2 separate regions of the Urocitellus parryii genome follow, and region 1 is linked to region 2. The links are chromatin contacts, called in public Hi-C maps. All regions are on one chromosome and are shown on one strand. The core of a region is the stretch at or near the end of the contact, and the rest is flanking DNA. Distances in the headings are between cores, read along the strand shown.

What was found. A called contact is a pair of places that touch in the nucleus more often than the background predicts.
Region 1: a contact with region 2 is called in a Hi-C map of muscle, with 3 times the contacts expected there. The contact joins the promoter of Atg4b here to the promoter of Stk25 in region 2. A contact is called at or near these places in 2 of 2 Hi-C or Micro-C datasets (liver and muscle).

The regions. Positions count from the first base shown.
Region 1 is chr1:283,931,019-283,937,084 of mUroPar1.hap1, forward strand. It overlaps Atg4b (autophagy related 4B cysteine peptidase), which reads left to right and starts at 3,718. Exons shown (of 13, transcript XM_026381985.2): 1 at 3,718-3,822. The coding sequence starts at 3,813. Thap4 (THAP domain containing 4) reads right to left here and starts at 3,489. Exons shown (of 6, transcript XM_026381988.2): 1 at 3,324-3,489; 2 at 282-1,447. The coding sequence starts at 3,400.
Region 2 is chr1:283,803,270-283,809,599 of mUroPar1.hap1, forward strand. It overlaps Stk25 (serine/threonine kinase 25), which reads right to left and starts at 3,241. Exons shown (of 12, transcript XM_026414795.2): 1 at 3,087-3,241; 2 at 2,878-2,965. The coding sequence starts at 2,907. It also overlaps the pseudogene LOC113201173.

The DNA.
Region 1 (6,066 bases), core at 2,468-4,967, 130 kb after region 2:
TCTAACTTGCCTGGAACTTGGCTCTGGGAGCATGGACAGGGAGCAGACTTCTGGGGTCCACCAGAGGCCCACTGTGCAGTGGGGTGCAGGCTGACCTTCAGTGAACTGCCCACACTTCCACACACCCAGGAACAAGTGAGGTCAGCTATCTAATCTGAGTCCCCTGTCCACAAAGTGTGGCTACTATCAGGTCCCATCCCAGACCCAGGGAGTAGGTGACCCAGCCCTGCTGCAGGAAAACCACATCAGGGGGAGGGAGGGGACTCACGCTCGGTACTGACCGCGGCTGGGGGGCAGCAGGCCGCTCAGGTAGGGGAAGCTCGCTCTCCTGAGCTGGTCCAGCTTCTCTCGCAGCTTGCGCACCTGGCTGTCGGAACGGCTGACCCTCTGCCGCAGGCTCTTGAGCTCGCCATTCTTCTTCTCCACCTGCTCCCGCAGGCAGCACACCTGGCTCTTGCTCTGACGGGCAGAGAAGCAGTAGGAGTGCAGCGAGTCGATGAGCTTGCAGGCCCCCGATGCAGACAAGATGACCTCGTTGATGGACATGGGGCTGGCATCGCTCTGCTGGCTCTGCACGGCCTCCGCAGCTGGCTTCGGGGTGACATCGGTGGGCGGGGCAGAGGGGCTCTGGGAAGGCTTCTGTGGCGTGGCAGTGAGTGAGGACCTCGGAGGGCTTTGGGCCACACTCTTGTCCGGCCCCAGGCTACTCCCGCTGCAACTGGGCTCCACGTCTCTCTTCAGCCTCTTTCGGTCAATGGGCTCTCGGGGAACAGAAGGCCTCTCTCGAGTGTGTTTGGAGGAGAAACTGTAGGAATGCAGTGAGCCAATGAACCTGCAGGCCCCAGACCCTGGGGGAGTGAAATCTTCTGCGGACACCCCGCTCCGGTCTGCCCCGCCACCCTCGGCCCAGGTGGCGCCAGCATTCTGGCCCCTGGCTTCCTCCGCACATGCTCCTTCTTCTCCCTGGCTGCCTGCCCTGGTGGCCGATGGTCCATCTCCTGGGGTCTTCCCCAGACACTGCTGGGCCTGCTCCTGGATGCTGGGATCTGGGGGGGTCCTGGGTGTGGCCTCACCCTGCAGAGTGGCTCGCTTCAGCTTGCGGGGCTCTGGCTGGGCCATCAGGGTTCCACCAGAGGAGGGAGAGGTGCTCACGGCCCCTCTCCCGGCGGCTGTGCTCCCACGGCCCCTCATGGCCCCCGAGGCCTTGCTGGCGTCCTTTCTCCGAGTCCGGCCATGGCCTGCAGCCCCCCTCTTCTTCTCAGTCAGGTGGAAGATGGAGGGCACTGCTGTGGGCTTGAGCAGGCGGTGCTGGTCCTCCAGCCTTTTGGAGAAGCTGTCTTTGGTGAAATGTTCACTACAGAGGAACGAATACTTAGTGGGGGTCCAGTTTTCCCTCTGAACAGCTTTTAACCACTGGATCAGGCGTTTTGAGTCCTTTAGGGGGAACCTGCGGGATAAATGATAAAAGTACTCATAAATAATTAAATGTCTCCCCCCCAAATTACCAATTATAAAATCAAAACAAGTGTTTTGCAAACATGGAAACCTGCACTGACTTCATCTGCTTAAGAAATACTCCATGGGCTGGGGCTGGGGCTCAGTGGTAGAGCACTCGCCTTGCATGTGTGAGGCACTGGGTTCAATCCTCAGCTGCACATGAAAAAATAAAAGTATTGTGTCCATCTACAACTAAAAAAGAATAACTCCTCTACAGACTTAAAGGAGCTGGGCATGGTGGCACTCACCTATAATCCCAGACACTTGACAGGCTGAGGCAGGAGATCATGAGTTCGAAGCAGCCTCAGCAACTTAGCAAGGCCCTAAGCAACTTAGACCCTGTCTCAAAATAAAAAAATAAAAAGGGCTGGGCATGTGGCTCTATGGTTAAATGCCCCTGGTTAACTTAAGGAACACTGTGTACTTACAAGTTGCTACTAGAATAAGATAGGGAAAGCTCAACAGTCTACTCTTTGGGAGCCCACAGTCTATAGGGCAGAGAGGAAAAATTCATTGCTCCTCACAGGCTGTGACAGATGCCCTATGGGCACACAGGAAGCTCCAGCAATAAAGTACCAGGACAACTGGAAGTAGCTCTAGAAGCTGACCACTGACCAACCCTGCTGGTGTGCCTAGAAGGTAGACTATAGGCACTTAAATCAGGGAGGCTGATTCCTCTATTGAGAAGCCAGGCAATGTTGGCTGCAGATATAGGGGCACAAGGCCAAAGAGTGAGCCTGGCATGGTGACTGCCCCAGCATGGACCCAGCTCTAGAGCAAGACTCAAAGGCTATATTTCTGTGCACTTCCACCAGCCAGGTGAGCGTAAGGATGTAATGAGTGAAATGAGCCGGTCACAGGACAAGTACTGCCTGTACTCACGATCCATGCTACAGATCCATGCAGACACCAAGACACACACAGCGGTACTGAGAGTACCCAAATTCCCAGAGCGGGCAGGTGGGAGGAGAAATGGGGAGTTAGCCTTTACGCAGTTTTAGCTTGATGGTGGAGATGACCGCATACAGTGTCACCGTATTTAGTGCCACTTAGAGGAACACTTAAAAATGGTTAGGATAGTAAACATTTTGTGCATCATGCCATAACTTTTAAAAATCAGAAAAAGAAAAATAAGGCAAGCTGTCCTGGGAGATGCCGGAAGGGACGGTATTAGAGCTCCTACATCTGCTAACCGAGACCCTCGACCACCACTTCATCGTGGCGCAGAGGCGCCCGCACGACACCTCTCTGGGCTCCGTCCACCTGGGGTCCTCCAACCCACCTGAGGCTGCTGTGGGCCAGGACGGGCCGCAGGAAGGTGCGGACGTCGGGGCCACGTGACCTCCTAACCCCTCTCGGCGGAGGCCCGTGGGCCCGGCCCGCTGCGCCTCAGGCCGTTACGACCGCCCGCCGCCCGCTCGCCGGCTCGGCTCGGCCTGCGCCGCCAACTTCTGGGGCACGTGCTCCGACGCGGACGGGTCCGGGGTCGCCGGTCTCCCCGGCCCGCGGCGGCTGCGAGCCTGGCGCCGCCGCCTCCCACCCCGCCCGGGCTGCACCCGCCGAGCCAGTCCCCGAGGGTCGCGCAGGTCCCGGGCGCCGCGGCCGGGTGCCGCGAGGGCCTGCGGCGCGGAGCGGGACGCGGGCTGTAGACGCCGCGCGGCCTCGGCGGCCCTCGGCTCGCGGCGCCGGCCCAGGGACGGCGGCCGGGCCAAGGTCATGCGGTACCGCGCCCGCCGCCCGTCCTCCCGCGCCCGCCGCGCGGCCTCAGTTTCCCCGCGGGCCGGGCCGGGCCGGGGGCGTGGCGGGCCGAGCGGCGGGCCGCGTACCTGTGGAAGGAGACGGCGCGCTTTTCGCCCTTGCCCTGCCGGTTGGAGCAGTTCACGGCCGCGCAGCAGATCACCATCGCGGGCTCGGCCCAGGGCGCCGCCAGGCTCCGGCCTCGCCGCCCGCCGCCCGGCCCGCCCCGAGGGAGTGCGGCGACACGGCCGGGACGTGGGCCGGCCGCGCCGTACGGCAAGATGGCGGCGCGCTTCGCCGGCCCGCCGCAATCGGCGGCCGCCGCCGGGCCGGCGAGGCCGTGCGGCAACACGCGTGCGCGACCCGTCGTCCGGCTTCAGGGCCACGCCCGCCCGCACCCCAACACCGCCAGCCAGCCGAGGGCTTGAGCCCCACGAGTCCCGCCCCCTGCGGCTGCCGTACGCCGACATGGCGGTGCCCGCGTTCCGTGGCGCACTTGGCCCCCGCGGCTTCCCGTCGCTGTGTCGCGCTGCGGCCGTCGGAGCGACGCCGCGGTCAGTCGGCCGCCGCCGGGGAAGATGGACGCAGGTGAGCAGTACAGCCTCGGGCCTCTAGCGGCGGTGCTCGCTCGCTCGCCTGCCCGGCCCGGCCCGGGGCCTGCGGCGGGCAGAGACAGTACTCACCGGTCCCGCGCCCTCAGCCCGCGGGAGTTCCTGGCCGGGCTCGCGGGCTTGAAGGCCGCGGAGGGCAGCGGAGCGGCTGGGTCCGCCGGGTGGGGACGCCGAGCGCCCAACTCCCGCGAAGTTGTCGGGCGGGCCCCCGAGGCGCCGCGCTCCTCTCTTCGCTGGCGGGACGGGGGACGGGGACGTCAGCCCGTCCTGCCTGCGGGGTCCGGCGAGCCGCCTCGGGGAGGGAGGCCTCCGGGCGAGGTGGCTCGGAGGCGCGTCCGTACCCAGGCGTCGTTCGCCCGAGGCCCGGGCACGCTGTAGACCGCTCTTGACGTTCCCGGCAGCGCCGGTTCTGCCTTTCCCGGGGAACCCACCGCTGGCCTTCCTTCCAGGGCCCTGCTCGGCGCGGCCGGGAGCGCTTCCGTCGGGTCCCCCGAGAGCGTGGCGGCTGCTTTGTTCTGTTCATGGCCGCGGCGGAGCTGGCTGAGCCCGGGAACAGAGGGCACCGTGAGGCCCTCACTCGTCCGGCTGCCCGAGGAGTGTCGGCCACATGTGCATGTCCTGAAGTTTGTGTTTTTAGAATGAGTGTCAGACACTGTCAAACTGTTTTTTGGGGGACATGGAGTGGGAATACCTAAGGTTATTGAGAGAGGTGGTTAAGGTCGGAAGCACAGTTTAATGTCACGTTACCTTGAATATGAAAATCATGTTCAGGTTGATAATTTGTTGTAATAGAGTTTTGTAGTCATATGATAAAGACATCTTAATAGGACATCAAACGCTGCTGCTCTCAGGATCAAAGTAGAAAAGTTGCTTGCATTTGAAAGTCTCTGTTGGGTCTGATAAAAATGTACAATAAGATAGCTGTGCTGGGTGGCATGTGCCTGTGATCCCAGTAACCCAGGAGGTTGAGGCAGGAGGATTGCCAGTTTGAAGCCTGCCTCAGTAACTTAGTAAGACCCTATTTTAAAAGAAAGAACTAGGGATATAGCTCAGTGGCACTGTGTTCAGTCCCCAGTACAAAACAACCTAGAACCTAATGTGTGTGATGTTATTAGGGTATGGTGTTCTCCTTCTGACACAGTGTGGAATGGCCCACCTTTCCCTGGTCTTTGAAGATCTGCCTTCCCTGGCCACATGTAATGCAGGTACTGATGGTTCTTATAGGTATTTCTTCTGTAAACTGCATTTACTGTTGAATGCCAGGTGTGTGCTGGTCATTGTTCCAGACCCTGTGACTCCAGAAGTGGACAAAACAGATGAAAACCACTCTCCTGGGGCAGCTAACAATCCTGGTGGGGGACCAGGAGGAGCAGCAAGAGGTGTGGCTCCTGCAGACTAGAGAATGCGGACTGTGGGGGGGGGGGTTTGGATTGCAGCCTGCGAGGCCTGGAAAAGTCCCACTCTAAAGGTGGCATTCTAACCAAGACCCAGAGCAGTGCAGGAGGAAGGGCAAGTGGGCTGATCTGAGAGCAGCAAGGAAGCTGGAGTTGCCAGGTGCCTGGTGTGAGAGAGGTTGGAGCAGAGAGTGGGAAGGATGTTAGGCCCAGCCGTGGGGCCCTGCTGGTCACAGTGAGAACTTGGGCATTTATTCTGAATAGGATGAAACCCTTTAAGGATCAAGAGGAGAAGTAGCATGACTGGACTTGGGTTTACAGAAGTGTTGTGGCCCTCCGTTGAGAATATGTCTCAGAGGGATGTTGACAACCGTTCTGATAAGCAGGCACAGAAGAGGGGCTAAGACTTAGGCCGGGGTGAGGAGAAGAGGTTGAATTCTAGACATGTTTTGAAAATCGGGACAGTAGCATTTGTTTACAGATCACAGGTTGGGAGAAGGGTAGGTAGGGAGGAGAGAGAGATGGCACCAGAGGTCACTGCCTGAGCTGAGAAACGTGGGGAGGCCCTGCTTCATGGGGAGCTGTCAAAACTTTGGCTTTGTGTGTGCTGAATGTGGAGCAGTGTCCAGGGAGCCTTTGTTTTACCATCTGGGCGCTGAGGGAATAAAAAGCCTGTGACAAAGGTGTGTATGAAGCCACATCAGATGAGGTGGCCCAGAGGCCGAGGAGGTAGACAAGAGAGGAGGCCAGGGGGGCAGCCCAGGGCTGCTGCTGGGTGGGGGGGGGGGGACACTTTCTGCTTTCTCCTAGCTGGCAAGCACTTGTTA
Region 2 (6,330 bases), core at 1,991-4,490:
AACCAGGGCTGAGGGTGGCGCCCTGAGTCTTGTCTGACGTACTCTAGCCCGGCCCAGGTCTCACTTGCACTAGAAGTGCTTCCCCACCAATGGCACCTTATTACAGGTGGCTAGGTACCAAAAGGCAGAATCACACCTTGTCCTACCACAGCCACTGACCACTCCAGTGCTAGCCTCTCAGTCCTAACAAAAGGGCCTGTCCTGGAGGGGTGTGCTCACCATGCTTCTGAGAAAGAAGCCCCATCCTCCAAGAGCAGACACCTGTGCACCACAGCTGCCTTGGTGCTGGGCAGACTGAGTCCCGTCTAAGACGACGTTTCGATCTAAAATTGTCGACTAGTTGCCTTCCCAGGGTGTGTGACCAAGGAGGGAGGGCGGGCACAGCACAGAGAACCACCTGGAAAGCACAGAAGCTGCCACTCTGTAACCCCTTTCTAGGCACCAGGCTCCACAGATGACAGGAACTTTGCAGAGTGTGCCCAGTGGGAATGGAAAGAAGGGAGGGAGAGGAGCCCTGGGACAAGAACAGCAGCTCAGCATGGCAGCCTCCTGATCCTTCCAAGCAGGCTGGCTGAGCTGTCCACAGTTCTCTGGCTTGAGTAGTTAAGAGGCAACCAGTCCAGCTAGTGATCTTCCTCACTGCCCAGTCCTAAAGCCAGTGCACACCATGAAGTCCTAAAAGTCCCAACTGAGGTATCTTAGGCAGAGAAAGCTGAGTGCTCCCTGGGGTCCCACTAGCTGTGCTGGCCTGGGCAGGCAGCATTTGCCCCCACATCTCCACTCCTATTGACATGTTTGAAAAAGGAGCCATAAAAGTCCATGAGATCATGGCTGATTATTAGGCTATTCTCAGCCTAGGGGTGGGCAACACAGATCAAATCAGACCCAGGCTCTATCTGAAAGGAAAGACCCCTAGAGGTCTGCGGGCTCAGCACCAACTCAACCGCCCAGCGGGTGCTGATGGGTAGGTGGTTCTGTTCTGGGTGGGGACCACCCTGTTCCTGGCTCAGTCCTGAATACCAGTGCCAAGACCAGGTCTAAGCAGCAGCTCTGCTTCTCCTCCACCAGGCCCAAGGTCACCTTCTCCGCCCCCACCATGAGCCCACCAATGATTCCCTGGCACTCTACGATGATGCCTTACCAATCCTTCTGCTTCAATCACAAACCCACCCTGGCATAATCCCAAGACACTATGAGGGAGCTGAAGCTGTCCTGGAGACTTCGGACTTGCCTGGCGCACATCCCCTGTCACTCTGAAGACACAGTCCATTGCCTTCTAAGATGGCCTGAGAAGAAAACCTGGCAAAGGTGGGGCACCATCACCCTCCAACTCTCAGGGCCTTCCCTCTCCTCAGAGTGTCTTACTGCTCTGCTCCTGCCCCCTCTGAGGGCCCAGAGTCATGTCTGTCCAGGGCACCCCCAGGCCAGGCACTCAGAACTCTACTGCCTCAGAGCAGAAGAAAGTACAGATGCCACAGCAGAGTTCTGGATTCAGCAGGGAAGGTGGCAGCCTCAAGCCCCACATGCCTTGCTTTCTGGGTGCTCAATGCCGTGGGTCAGTCAGTCTTAGCAGAAGACCCTATAATTATACGCTGACCCTATAACTTCATTATAAGAACAGCCCTGTTCCCAAGGCTAAGCAACTCACAATTCAGGGGCATATGATTCCTCATCAGGATGGTGGATATGATGGACTGCTCAGAGACTCAACTAGTTCTGGCAATAGAGACCCCAGTTCTCCATATCAGCCCTGGGGTGGCCAGGTCTGGGGGGCTCTGCCTGTGTGCCAATTGTCTTGTCAGTCATGAGGAGCAACCCATGTACATGGCGGGAGACACTCCTGCCACCACCCAAAAGGGAGGGCTCGGTGCTTACCACCTGGCAGGAACTGGCCAGGTGGAGGGAGTAAGTCCAGGCTGTGGGGGCACTGTGCCCTGTTATCCCAGCAAGGGGCTGCTCGACAGGCCAAGTGCCAGCATAGCACCCACAAGGTCTCTTGCCAATGTCACAAGTATCTCACACCCGAGAGGAGCCACTGGCCCCGGACAGAGGTGCTCCCTGCCTCTGCGGTCCCTTCACCAGCATCCCGTGCTCCCTCCACAGGGCAGCACACAGTTCCACCGTGTCATTCTGTGACCCACAGAAGCTGATCCTGCAGCTCTTACAAATAGGCTGAAGATGGGTTTTTCTCCCAGGATCTCCAACATGTAACTACCAGACACGAAATGGCAAAACCGAAGGAAAATCGTTGGCTTAATTCCGCCCAGGTCAGCAAGCCCCGTCGCCGTCTGACCCCACCTGGCCTAGGGACCCTGGCCGCGGGTGCCGTTCGGGCTTCCAGGCGGTTCCCGGTTTCCTCCCAGGAGCGGGGACCCAGTTCCTGCCCCAGGTGGCGGGCGCGCTTCCTGTGCCTCGCACGCCCAGCGCTCAAGGACGCGGCCCCGGGAGGAGGGCCCACGGCGGAGGGCCCAGGGCAGTGTCCGCGGCAGGCGAGCGCGCACCGCGCCAGGGTCGGGCCGCCCGCGGGGCGCTGGGAGCCAGCGGCCACGGCGCCAGGGTCGGGCCGCCCGCGGGGCGCTGGGAGCCAGCGGCCACGGCCACGCAGCGGGAGGCCGGCAACTGCCTCGGCCCCGCGGCCGCGCCACGCTCCTGTCCCGTCGGCTCCGCAGCAGCAGACGGCGGGGAAGGCGCCTCGGCCTCCTGGCCTCGCTGCCGGCACCGGTGCCCGGCGGGCTCCGCACCAGCGGCCCCGCACCTGCTGACCGGCGCGCCCGCAGGGCCACCTCCGGCCCCCTCCGCCGCGGGCCGCGCCGCCAGGCCTGCGGCCGCCGCCCTCCGCCACCACCACCGCCCGCACGCGCGGCCGCCGAGCCTCACCTGGTGCGCGAAGCCGCGGAGGTGAGCCATGTCCGCGCGGCCGTCGGTCCGCGGCCCGGAGGCCCGCTCGGCCCGCTCGCTCAGGCCCCTGGGGACGCAGGCCGCTCGTCAGCGGGGTCGGCCGGGAGGCCCCGCCGGCCGCCTCCCTCCGCCCGCTTCCGCCCGGCCCGCGCCCCGGCCTCCCCGCCCGGCAGGCGCGGCCCGCCCACCTCCGGGGGGCTCCATCCCAGCCTCCCGGCCCGCTCCGCAGCGCCCGCGGGCTCCCAGCGCCGCCTCGCTCTCCCGGAACGCCCGGGGCCCCTAGCCCGCGAGAAGACGGCGGCAGCGGAGGCGTCGTGGCGGTCGCGCGGCTCTCTGGGACTCCGAGTCCCGGCGTCCGGGCCGGCAGCCGCCGGACTACAAGTCCCAGCAGGCTGCGCGGCGGGCGGGAGGGGCGAAGCGCAGGCGCGCCGCGGGGACGCCGGACCACGGGATCGGGCTCCTGGGAGGAGCGGGCGGACGGACGCTCCCCGCGGTCCGCGCGTCGCGTGCCCAGTCGGTGTGTTCCCCCGGGCGCCCGCCGGGCCTCCGGGACGGACGCTCGGGCTGGGAACCCGCCGCGTCCTCACGGTCCGCCTGCCTCCCCCCAGCCCCAGCGCGGCCGGCGCCGGGATCGCGCACCCGGGCCTGAGAGCAGCCGCCCAGCACGGCCTGTCCTGGGGCGAGTGCCTGGCCCCTCTGGTCTCAGTGCCCCCACCTGGGACTCCAAGACGGGCTGCTGCTGGTAAGGCTCAGGGCCTGACCCACGGCTGGGTGGTGCCCCCCCACCCAGCGAGGTCCCGTGGGGCCCAGGCCCGAGTGCGGCGGCCTCCCCTCGGCCCTCGGCCCGGCGGGCGCAGGCCTGTGCTCCTTCCCCCGTTTCCTCCCCGCGCTGCGCCCGGGTCTCTCTGATGGTGCATGCGGGACCGCACCGTGCATCCCCAGCTCTGCACCTCCCGCCCCCCTGCAATTGACGTTGTTCTGTTCGTGGCTTGTCTTCCCAAGAGAAAGTGGCCTCCCGGCCAGCGGATCTGTGCCCACCACCGTGCCAGCGCAAGGCAGGGACTTGGGCCGTTTGTCGGTAGACGTGAGTGCTTGTCGGTGAGGTGCCTTCAGTGACTGTAACCAGGTGCCTGCCACGGCTTTGATGGTGTGACCCGTGGGCCCTGCCCTCCCCGGGACTCCGCAGACTTCATCTGCTGGCGGCAAGTGGCCACACACCCTCCACCCTTGGGGCCTCGCCTGTTGCTCATATTCGCTGATGCTATACTTCTAGTCTTCAATTTCGTCTCTCTCAGCTTTCATATAGAATTTTTCTTTTAGCAATCTTGTGCAAATGGTGCTGGGGATGGAACTCCGGGACTTGCAATGCTAGGCAGGTGCACTCTTGCTGAGCTACACTCCCAGACCGAACAATCCCGTTTTTTAAAACATAATTATTTTTTAGGTGTAGATGGACACAACACAATGCCTTTATTTTTTATGTGGTGCTGAGGATCGGCCCCGAGTCCCACCCGTGCTAGCGAGCACTCTACCGCTGAGCCACAATCCCAGTCCCATAACTTTATTTTATTTATTTATTTTTATGTGGTGCTGAGGATCAGACCCAGCAACTTGCACTTGTTAGGCCAGTGCTCGACTGCTGAGCCACAACCTGAGCCCCTGAACAATCCCATTTTAAAAAAATTTTTTTTTAAGAGAGAGAGAGAGAGAAAGAATTTTAAAATATTTATTGTTTAGTTTTCGGCGGACACATCTTTATTTGTATGTGGTGCTGAGGATTGAACCCAGCGCTGCGCGCCTGCCAGGCGAGCACACTGCCACTTGAGCCACATCCCCAGCCCAACAATCCCATCTTTAACTTCCAAGAAGTCTTAGTTTTTCCTGGTGTCCTCGCTTTCCTTTTGGGGAATAGGGAAATGGTTCTTGCCTTGTGGCTCATGAGAATGACAAGTGGCCAGCCTGGCAGGTGCTGAAAAGACCATTCTTTTTATTGTTGGCACAGGCTGACCTTAGAAGGGAGAGAGAACACTCGTGGTCAAGCTCCAGCCCTGGGCCAGCCTGGGGCGGGGACCCACTCCTAGTCAGGACAGGTAATGAGCTGCAGTCAACTGACACGGAAACTGAGATTCCAGGAGATAAAGTGATACCCTCAAGACCACAGTGAGAACATAGTAAAGCCAGGATTGAACACAGCCTGTGTGTCCTCTGCTACAGAGGATCCAGGTGACCATGTGTGCAAAGGTGAGACTCGGCCCTGGAGAGAAATGGGTCAGGGTGAGCCACCTGAGAACACCGTACTTGGGCCACCCTCTTTGTTTGACAGACAAAGAAATGAAGCCCAGGGAGGGGAGAAGTCCCAGGGATAACAGCACAATCTGGGTTAGAATCAAGCCCCTCTGCACCAGAGTGATAGTTTGGGCACTTGCTGTTCCCTGTTCCTTACTGGGGGCCTGCTCACTTGTCAGAGGGGAGCAAGAAAGGGTATTAGAAGGGAGACAGGGCCAGAGATGTCCAGATGCAAAGGTGAGTGACAAAGCCAGAGGAACCTTGGCCTGGAGTCTCCTCTGCCGGGTACAGGTCCTGGAAAGGTGGAGAGAGGATCCAGGAATGTGTGTGTATGCCTAAGTGTGAGTCAGACCACACAGCACAAGTGAGGCAGGGAGGCATCCAGAGAGAGACTCACTGTCCCCAAAGAGCCCCTGAAGTGTGGCACTTGGGTGGGCCTCACAGTGGACTGCCCACCCAGCCTTCCCACAGCAAGGCCCAGCATTTGACAAGACCCACTCTGGAATGCTAGCTCCTTACCTGCTTCCTATCACCTTGTTCTTAAACATGTAGCTAAGGATCACTGAATACTTTTTTTTTCTAATATTTTTAGTTGTTGATGGATTTAATTTAATTTCTTTATATGTGGTTTTGAGAATTGAACCCAGTGCCTCACACCTGCCAGACAAGTGTTCTCCGCCAGCCCCAGGATCACTGAATATTTAGGGAGACTTCCAATGTGGACCCCTGAGACCAACATAAATTGAAAGGAGGACCTAAGCCAGGTATGAGGGTGTGTGCCTTTTCATTCAGCTGCTTGGGAGACTGAGGCAGGAGCCTCTCTTGAGCCTGCAACCACATGAGGAACCTGTCAGCTGGACCCAGCTGTGGACTGGAGAGGATGACAGTAATGTGAGGAGACGAAATCATAGGAATCACTCAAAAAATAAACAGGGAAACATAGACACTTAGAAGTTCAAGACTAAGCCAGGCATGAAGGTGCATGCCTGTAACCCCAGTGGCAGGGGCAGGGGGCTGAGAAAGGAGGATCGAAGGTTGGAGGCCAGCCTCGGCACCTTGGCAAGGGCCTGAGCAATTTACTGACTTCCTGTCTCAAGATTAAGGGCTATAGATTAGCTCAGTGGTGAAGTGCCCCTGGGTTCAGTC